Linked DNA regions of Oryctolagus cuniculus: all the other regions are linked to region 1. Evidence: chromatin contacts called from public Hi-C and Micro-C data. All regions are on one chromosome and are shown on one strand. The core of a region is the stretch at or near the end of the contact, and the rest is flanking DNA. Distances in the headings are between cores, read along the strand shown.

Region 1 (2,537 bases), core at 23-2,522:
TCAAAAGAGGTGACACTGACAGGGCCGGCACTGTGGTGTAGCAGGTAAAAGCCACCGCCTGCAGAGCCAGCATCCCATATGGGCGCCAGTTTGAGTCCCGGCTGCTCCACTTCTGATCCAGCTCTCTGCTATGGCCTGGGAAAGCAGCAGAAGATGGCCCAAGTCCTTGGGCCCCTGTACCCACATGGGAGACCCGGAAGAAGCTCCTGGCTCCTGGCGTCAGATTGGCGCAACTCTGGCCGTTGTGGCCAATTGCAGAGTGAACCAGCGAATGGAAGACCTCTCTCTCTCTCTCTCTCTCTCTTTCTCTGCTTCTTTCTTTCTCTGTAACTCTTTCAAGTAATTAAATAAATCTTAAAAAAAAAAAAAAGAGGCGTCGCTGAATGGTTTTAGAAAACTATTCCCATTTTTCCAGGGACCCCTGTTTGGGGCGCGATTCCAGGAAATTCTGCCAGCCGTTGGAGGCATGCTGCCCACAAACAATTGAGGTTTTAGCAGGGCTTTCCAAGAAATCGCTGCGAATTATCCAAAATGCTATATCTGTAAATGGCACTCAGTGAATCTCCAACAGGAAAGAAAAAAAAAAAAGAAAAAAACCAGTAACTTGTGTAGGGACAAAGTTGCAGTCGTGAGGAAATGTTCAGAAAGTGGGTAGAGATGGGTTTTAATTATGTGTCCTTGGGACCCACACAGGAAAAGAGAGAGGAAGTCAGATGGTGGCTCTGGCAGTTTTGAGTGAATTTCTAAATAGTCTGGAGTCACCAGGGAGGAGCCCGGGCCAGGATCTGGTTTACCGACAGGAGGGCACAGACCTGGAGCCCCGCAGCACGGCCGAGGTGTGTGTCGCCAGGAGTCTGCCCGGCACAGCTCTGGTCTGGTTCCCCTTCCAGCCACGATGCTGCTTAACACCACGAGGAAGATGGGCAGTGGCAGAGGTTTCTGGTGCAGCCAGTCAAGACCCCAGCGTCACCAGTCACCGAAGTCCTCAGTTTACCTCGGTGCGGCGCCCACAGTCTAACCAGCCCGCCTCCTCCTCACCTTTACAAATGAAGGAGGGAGGGACGGAGGGGGCTGTGGGTGCACTGGGGGTGGGCGTCAGGAGGCCTGCAGGTCCTGGCAGCTCGGGCTGTCTCTGGAGGCGAAGCCATCCTGGGGTTACTGCCACGGAAGTCTCTGGTGCCCTGGATTTGCTCCGGCTGTCTCCTGACCCAGGTCCCTCGTGGAACAATCTGGATCTGTCCCCTAGGGAACCGCTTTGGCTCAGCCACCAGCTGCTCTGGGCAGGGCTTCTCTCCCAGCCACCAGGAAGCAGCCTGACCCACGCCTGCTCTTCCTGCAAGGACTTGCCTTATGGGTTCCTCTGCTGCTCCTGGGGGCTCCGTCAGGCTCAGCCGCGATGGCGAAAAGCTTACCCTTCCACACCGGGAGAGAAAACCCCACGGAGCCTGCGCCCAGGAGCCGAGGGACGGCCACGAGGAATCAGGACAAAGCCTTTGGCATCTGCCATGTCCCCGTCACCCCTGCACCCTTCCCGGTGGGGTCTGCAGAGAGAATGGAGACGCGTGTAGAGCAGGTTGGGAAACAGCAAAGCCGCCCAGGAGGTAACGAAACTGAAAGCTGCATCTCGCCAGCAGGCCGGGCGCTTTCTGTAAACCACCGTGAACCGGGGGGCTGTCGCTGAGCGGGGGCATCTGGTGGCGGCTCTGGGCGTTTGCGGTCTCTGCTCCCACTGGAGACCTCCTCCAACGGTTTCCCAGCCTGTAATTCACGGTTGTATGTTCTGTATTTTTCCCAAGACCACTGCTGCGATCCTATACTCACTGCATAATGAGTATTTTATTTTTAGACGTGGGTCACCTCTTAGGGCGTCTGTGGGAAGGTGAGTAATGGACTATTTTTTGATGCAAGTCACAAATGTCCAAGAGAGCAGTATTGCCCCAAGAATGAACAAGATGACCACCCCTGAGTGGCCGGGAAGGCATCGCCATCTCCCACAGCTCGGTCAAGTGTGTAAAGGGCGCAGCACGGGGCCACACGGACAGGGATACCCACGCCTGCTCTCCACCCCCGAACTTGGGTTCGTCTGCCCGGCGCGGGGCACTATCCTGCTCTCCAAGTTTCCTTAGGCTACTAAGTAGCAAGCCCCCCTGATTACACACGCGCCCGGGCCCTATGCACCCCTCTCAGCTTCCACTGCCCTCGCCGAGTTTCTAGAAGCCGGAATCCCAACCCTGTCTGTACTGTCTGTAGCCCCCGGCATGGCCTTTTTCCAGATGGCCTCCGGCCGGCCGCCTGCTCGCACGGACCGCGCTCCACACCGCGTGCACCGGCTCGCTCTCCGCCCTGGGGCCGCTCCGGAGCTCCAGAGGCGGCGGCCTGCTCGGCCGCCCGGCGGGAACAAAGCTGCAGTGTGGACGGAGCGCGGCGCCCGAGCCGGGAGGTCGGCCCGGCGGCAGGCGAGGGCGTGGCGGCGGGGTTTATCTGAGGACAGCCCCGGCCGGGGCAACGTGCGCTCCGTGGACCGTCCGGTGCCCAGG
Region 2 (2,537 bases), core at 13-2,512, 500 kb after region 1:
AAACTGCCCCCACCTCTCCCAGGCTGGCACCCACTCTGCCCTCCTCTCCGTCTCCACCCTCTCCGTCCAGCCCCACTGACTCCACTGTGAGACAGGACCGTAGAAGGCAAGCTGTGGCTGCATGAGGCGTTACTCGCCAGGCAGGGACGCTGCGTGATTAACGTCTGGTCATTTTACGTCAGCAGTTACGTGAAGGCCCTGAGAAGACTCAAACTCAAACAACGCAATAATAGTAATAAGAACAACATTACGTACTTGTGACTTCTTGTAAGAAATCCAGACACGGCCGGCTACTTCCAGAGATGCTTACTGAGACAGCCAGTGGGGTCTGCCCCTCGTAGTTCCTTGTGTTCGTGTCCGCTCCGTAATTATACAACATCCGTGCACACAGCACATCGTCCCTGAGGGCGGACAAGTGCAGAGGGGTCTGGCCGTCCTCTAAGCGCCCCAAGTTTGTGTCTGCCCCTCTCTGGAGGAACATGCGGCAGTAGGAGTGATTGCTCTTGATCACGGCGTAGCGCAGCAGGAAGCCGTTCTGGATGTCGATGTTGGCATTGTGGTCCAGCAGGATCTTCACGCAGCTGGACCGCTCGCGGATAATGGCGAGCTGGAGCGGCGTCGTGCCTTTATCGCTGAGCGGGTCGACCTCGGCCTTGAACTCCAGTAGGAGCCGGACAAACGAGTCCCTCCCGTAGTGGGCAGCCACGTGGAGGGGAGTCCAGCCGTCGTTGCTTTTGGCATTAATGATGTCGCTCCTGTATTCAGACTCCAACATCAGGCGTGCAATCCGGGCCCGGCCATGCATGGCTGCATAATGAAGAGCGGTGAAGCCTCCGATTAAGTCCTTCACTGTGGGGTCGGCTGGAGTTGAAACCAAAGCGAGACGTTAGCGGACCTCGGCCGAGAGCACACCCTCCAGGGCGCAGCACGCTGGTGCCCCGGCTCACACACATGCGGAGACCCAACACCACCAGGAGGCAGCAAGTACGATTCTCCCCCCACCCCCGGCTTTACCAAGCGCTAATTTTCCCAGAAAATAAACCTGAGCAGAAAAGTGACCCAGCCTGGGCCAACGGAGGGAGACTTAGCAAGTATTTCAACAGGCAGACGAAGAACAGAGTCCAGCTCCCCACCACCACTTCCCCCTTCTTGGCTCGCTGAACCACAGCCTGGGGCACAGCCACCCTCCACCCCCTACCCTGTGTCTGTGTTGTTTCGTATGTCTCTCCTGTTCGGTTTTGGTTTTATTTTCTCCTGTGCTTCTTCTTGGTCTTAAAAGAGAAGTGTGTGTCGCAACACCCGCTGCTCCAAATGACGACGTACTGCGTCTGGCAGGCCGACTGTCTCAGGGCACGTTAGGTAAAAATACTAATTGTCAGCGGCTTTCCGTGGTCTGTGGAAAGCCCAAGGCATGTAAGGTTGTAGTGAAATGACCTGGATAACGCGTGTTCTCACCACAGAAAAGCCTAGTCTGGACTCTTGGTTTTTCATGAACTTTATCGTTCATCAGAATTGAGAAGGACAGTATGTGACAAACTCGGAGAAACCCCAGCACCGTACACATTTTTCTAAAAGTTTCCAAAAACCGGCACTCAACTGCTACTGGGGAGAAGCTGTTATCTGACCCTTGCAGCGCGTTCCTCCGTCACCTGCCTCAGCTCCTCCACCGAGCCACAGGCCAGTGCTCTGCGGCTTCCGTCCCACTGACTTCTCTGGGCAATGGCAGAACAAGAGAGTTTTGTGTCTTTTCCTTCAAAGCCATGATTCAATGGCTAAGACAAACTGTTCAGACCTAACTAAGATCAGAACGCTTTCTTCTTATACACTGCCCTTAATTGCTGGTCTGTTTACAGAAGAGAGAAAATAATGTTTTTCACATGTTAAATGACTCCAAAGTTATGGGTGTAAACATTCATGTATTATTTGATAAAATATCACTTAGTTCTGCAACAGAGAACAGCCGGATGCTCTCCCGGGAATCGATGGGGCAGAGAAACTGTAAAACAGGAATAATACCAAAACAGTGCACATTTCAGGTAAGAAGGAGCTGTTAATAAAACATACAAAAGCAAGTTACATTTGTGTAGGTTTCCAAAATCATTTAGTATAGAGAAAGGACACAGAGGTAGTTCTACTTTTATCTATTTAGAGAAAATGAGGCTGTCCTGTCGCCCTTGGTCTTAAAGGAAAGAAAATCAAACTGTAACTATTCCCCACAAAGCTTAAAAAAAAAAAAAAAAAAAAGCAAGAACATTTTGCCATGGCACTCTGCTGCCACCTACTGGTAAAGCATACATATGCGCTACTCCTGCCACTGATCACAGAGCTCTGGTCCCGGGGACCTGCTGCACCTGCCTCACTCACCAGGCTGGGGCTAGGTGTGGACCGGCAGGGTTTTTAGGGGATCACCTCTATCCTAACGAAACAATAAACTGTCCTAGTGTCGATTCCAATCTCTACCTGCCCAGCCACTGCTTCCACGTGCTCTCTCTTAACCTATACTCCAGCCTTTCACCCTCCAAGGGTGCCTTTAGGGT
Region 3 (2,537 bases), core at 11-2,510, 270 kb after region 1:
GCCGCCAAGGGGAGCGGGAGCGGAAGGGGGCTGTCACCTGGGAGAGGCTGGGGCCTGGACGAGGAGGGGCAGACAGGGCACAGTGTGGGACACCCGCTAAAGACAGCACCTGGACAATGTGGGCAACTGTGGGGCTTCCACCTGGGCCTAAGAGTGCACTTGGGGGGGGGGGGCTTACCCCTCCCCCAAAGTGTGCTTTGGGAACAAGCTAGGTGCAGGTTAAAATGCAGTTAACTCTCTCTCCCTTCCCTTCTGGGCCACAAGCGAGCCTAATGAGAATCAAATCATAAAAGGTGTCTAATGCCAATGTTTTCCCAAATCGGGCACACTCTAGCGGTTCCTCTAATTCACCTTGTTACCCGTGAGCGAGCGGGAGTTTTATATAAATAGGGTGCCTCCGGCTAGAGGTTTGCTAAAAACAGAACCGAAGGCCCCTGTTTTTCCACCGTGGCAGGGGAGGTGACTGGGGGTGGGGGGAACCTTCACGGCCTCCAACTCCGGGAGGGCAGGTGGGCGCTGGCACCGGCGGCCCACCGCCTTCCAGGGTGGACCCCCAGCCTGCCCGCACCCCTTTCTGGGGTCTGCGCTGGCAAGGTCGCCCGCAGGCTCCAGGGTCGCAGGCAGAGAGCCAGGCCCCAGGGAAGGACGCGTGCCGCAGACCCCGGGGAGGGGGAAGGCGCCCCGAGTCCCTTCCCGACACCCGCGCGCGCTCCAAGTAGAGGCAGAGGAAACCGCCCCGGTGTTTCTCGCTTTTGCCTCTTCTCGCCGGCCGCCCTGGCCTTGGCCTTGTCCAGCACGGGGTTCCGGGGTTCCCGCACGACCGCGCTCCCGCAGGCTGGCGGGATCCGGGCTCGGCAGGAAGAAGAGGGGCGGCAGGGGAGGATCGCCCCGCGCCCTCCGCGCCCCTCGGGCTGCGGCCCGCGGCCCCTGCGGGGAAGACCACCCGGGCCCGACCCCGCAGCCGCTGGTAGCGCGGGGCCTGGGCTGCGGGGCGCGCCGACCCACGGGCAGGCAGAGGCGGTGCGGACGCGGACGCTCGGCGCCAGGCCCGGCAGCAGGAGGCAGCCGGGCCCTCGGGGGGCGCGGGCCGGAGCGGCACTTACCTGCTGCGGCGGCGGCGGCGGGGTCGGGGTCCGGCCGCGCGGGGTGGGCCCGCAGGACAGCAGCCGGCCAGGGCCTGGCAGTGCCCGCGCCCTGAGCCCCCCGCGCCTGGGGCCGCGCGCCGGGGCCGGGCCGGGCCCAGACGCACTTCCTCAATCCTGCGGCGGGCGGGCGGGCCGCGAGGGCGGGCGGCGGGCGGCGCGCAGGGCGGCCAGCCCTCCCACCGCGGGCGCCGGCAGTCCCCGCCTCAGTTTCCCCAGCCTGCAAAGCCGAGGCGATGCAGAGCTTGGGTACTGACGCTGGAGACGTCCGGATCCCCGCGCCCTCATGGGGCCGGGCGCCCTGCTTGATCCCACGCGGGGCGGGGGCGCGCGGAGCTCCGCCAGGCACCCGCAGCCCCTCGGCGGGTGGGCCTCCAGCGTGCGTGTCGCCCCGCGTCCCGCCCTGCTCCTCGCGCGTGGCTCCTTCCCGGGCGGTGTAGGGAGAGGATGGAGAATGCGGATTGTGAAAGAAAGCAAAACACCCCTGGATCTGGACGACTTTTGCCCCGGCCCAAGCCTGCATTTGGATCCCAGTTCCCGAGAACTCTGGCGCCGATGGCGTGTGCCGTCGGGTGGCGCACGGATGCCAAGGCGCTGCCAAGTGGGGGACCGTTTCTAACCGTCCGCTCTGGGGCGGGCAAGGAAAACTCGGTGGAAACCGGCCACTCGTGGCGCCTCGGTCCGAGGCTAGTGTCCACGCTCCCCTGCTCCCCGCGCCCGCCCGGGAGAGAGGCAAGGCCGACGGCTCGGGAGCCAGCCGCCCCGGGCTCCTCTCTCGCGACGTGGCGACGCCAACTTCCCGGGGCTTCGCACGCAGCGCGGGGACAATGCGCCGCCCCCCTCGCCGCGGCTGCAGGGTCCCGCACGCGCCCCGGAGCGGGTGGGGGGCTCGGGGACACCCGCAGCTCCGGCCTGTTCCCCCGAGGCCGCCCTCCCCGCAGAGCGGGCGCAGCGTCTTGGTCCGAGTCTCACGCCACACGGCGGTTATGGCAGAGCCCGAGACGCCTGGAGGTGGAGACGGACGCAGAGCGGGACGCACGCGCGGCCCCGCCACCTAGCGCCGCCTCGCGGGATCGCCGGACCCGGGAGGGGACGTGGCCTGGCGGTGCCCTACTTTGTCTTTAAACCCGCTTGGGGAAATGTCCCCCGGGGTGGACCCGCGGATGGCCCGGTTCTACCCAGCCGTGAGCTCTGTCCGTTAGGCGCGCTCAGCCGCAGCGTGGCCTAGAAGGCGCAGACGGGGCGGTCACGCTTCGCCTTCTTCCTGAGGTCGTCTGACCCAGGACCCCCGAGGACCCCACACCCTCCCCCCAGGCTGGCGAGAACTCCTGCAGCCTGAAGCCGGCTCCTGAGCTCGCGTCTCCGCCCGCTGAAGACCAGGGCTGGGCCTCCCGC

The links. Hi-C and Micro-C count contacts between places; a contact is called where the count stands out from the background.
Region 2: a contact with region 1 is called in a Hi-C map of skin fibroblasts, with 7 times the contacts expected there. The contact joins the enhancer-like site here to the promoter of CHSY1 in region 1. A contact is called at or near these places in 3 of 6 Hi-C or Micro-C datasets (ear pinna, embryonic fibroblasts and skin fibroblasts).
Region 3: a contact with region 1 is called in a Micro-C map of ear pinna, with 4 times the contacts expected there. The contact joins the promoter of LRRK1 here to the promoter of CHSY1 in region 1. A contact is called at or near these places in 2 of 6 Hi-C or Micro-C datasets (ear pinna and psoas muscle).

Annotation. Positions count from the first base shown.
Region 1 is chr12:10,456,147-10,458,683 of mOryCun1.1, reverse strand. It overlaps CHSY1 (chondroitin sulfate synthase 1), which reads left to right and starts at 1,272. Exons shown (of 3, transcript XM_070053316.1): 1 at 1,272-1,601. The coding sequence starts at 1,351. LOC138844529 (a long non-coding RNA gene) reads right to left here and starts at 1,486. Exons shown (of 7, transcript XR_011380436.1): 1 at 1,348-1,486; 2 at 1,039-1,242; 3 at 813-939.
Region 2 is chr12:9,960,971-9,963,507 of mOryCun1.1, reverse strand. It overlaps ASB7 (ankyrin repeat and SOCS box containing 7), which reads right to left. Exons shown (of 7, transcript XM_008248763.4): 6 at 256-861. Among named protein-coding and RNA genes, the nearest start is that of ASB7, 22 kb to the right of the region's middle. Within about 2 kb of position 1,262, at least 1 of the 8 cell types and tissues checked has an H3K27ac peak or open chromatin away from gene starts, as enhancers often do.
Region 3 is chr12:10,187,452-10,189,988 of mOryCun1.1, reverse strand. LRRK1 (leucine rich repeat kinase 1) reads right to left here and starts at 1,260. Exons shown (of 33, transcript XM_070053315.1): 1 at 1,104-1,260.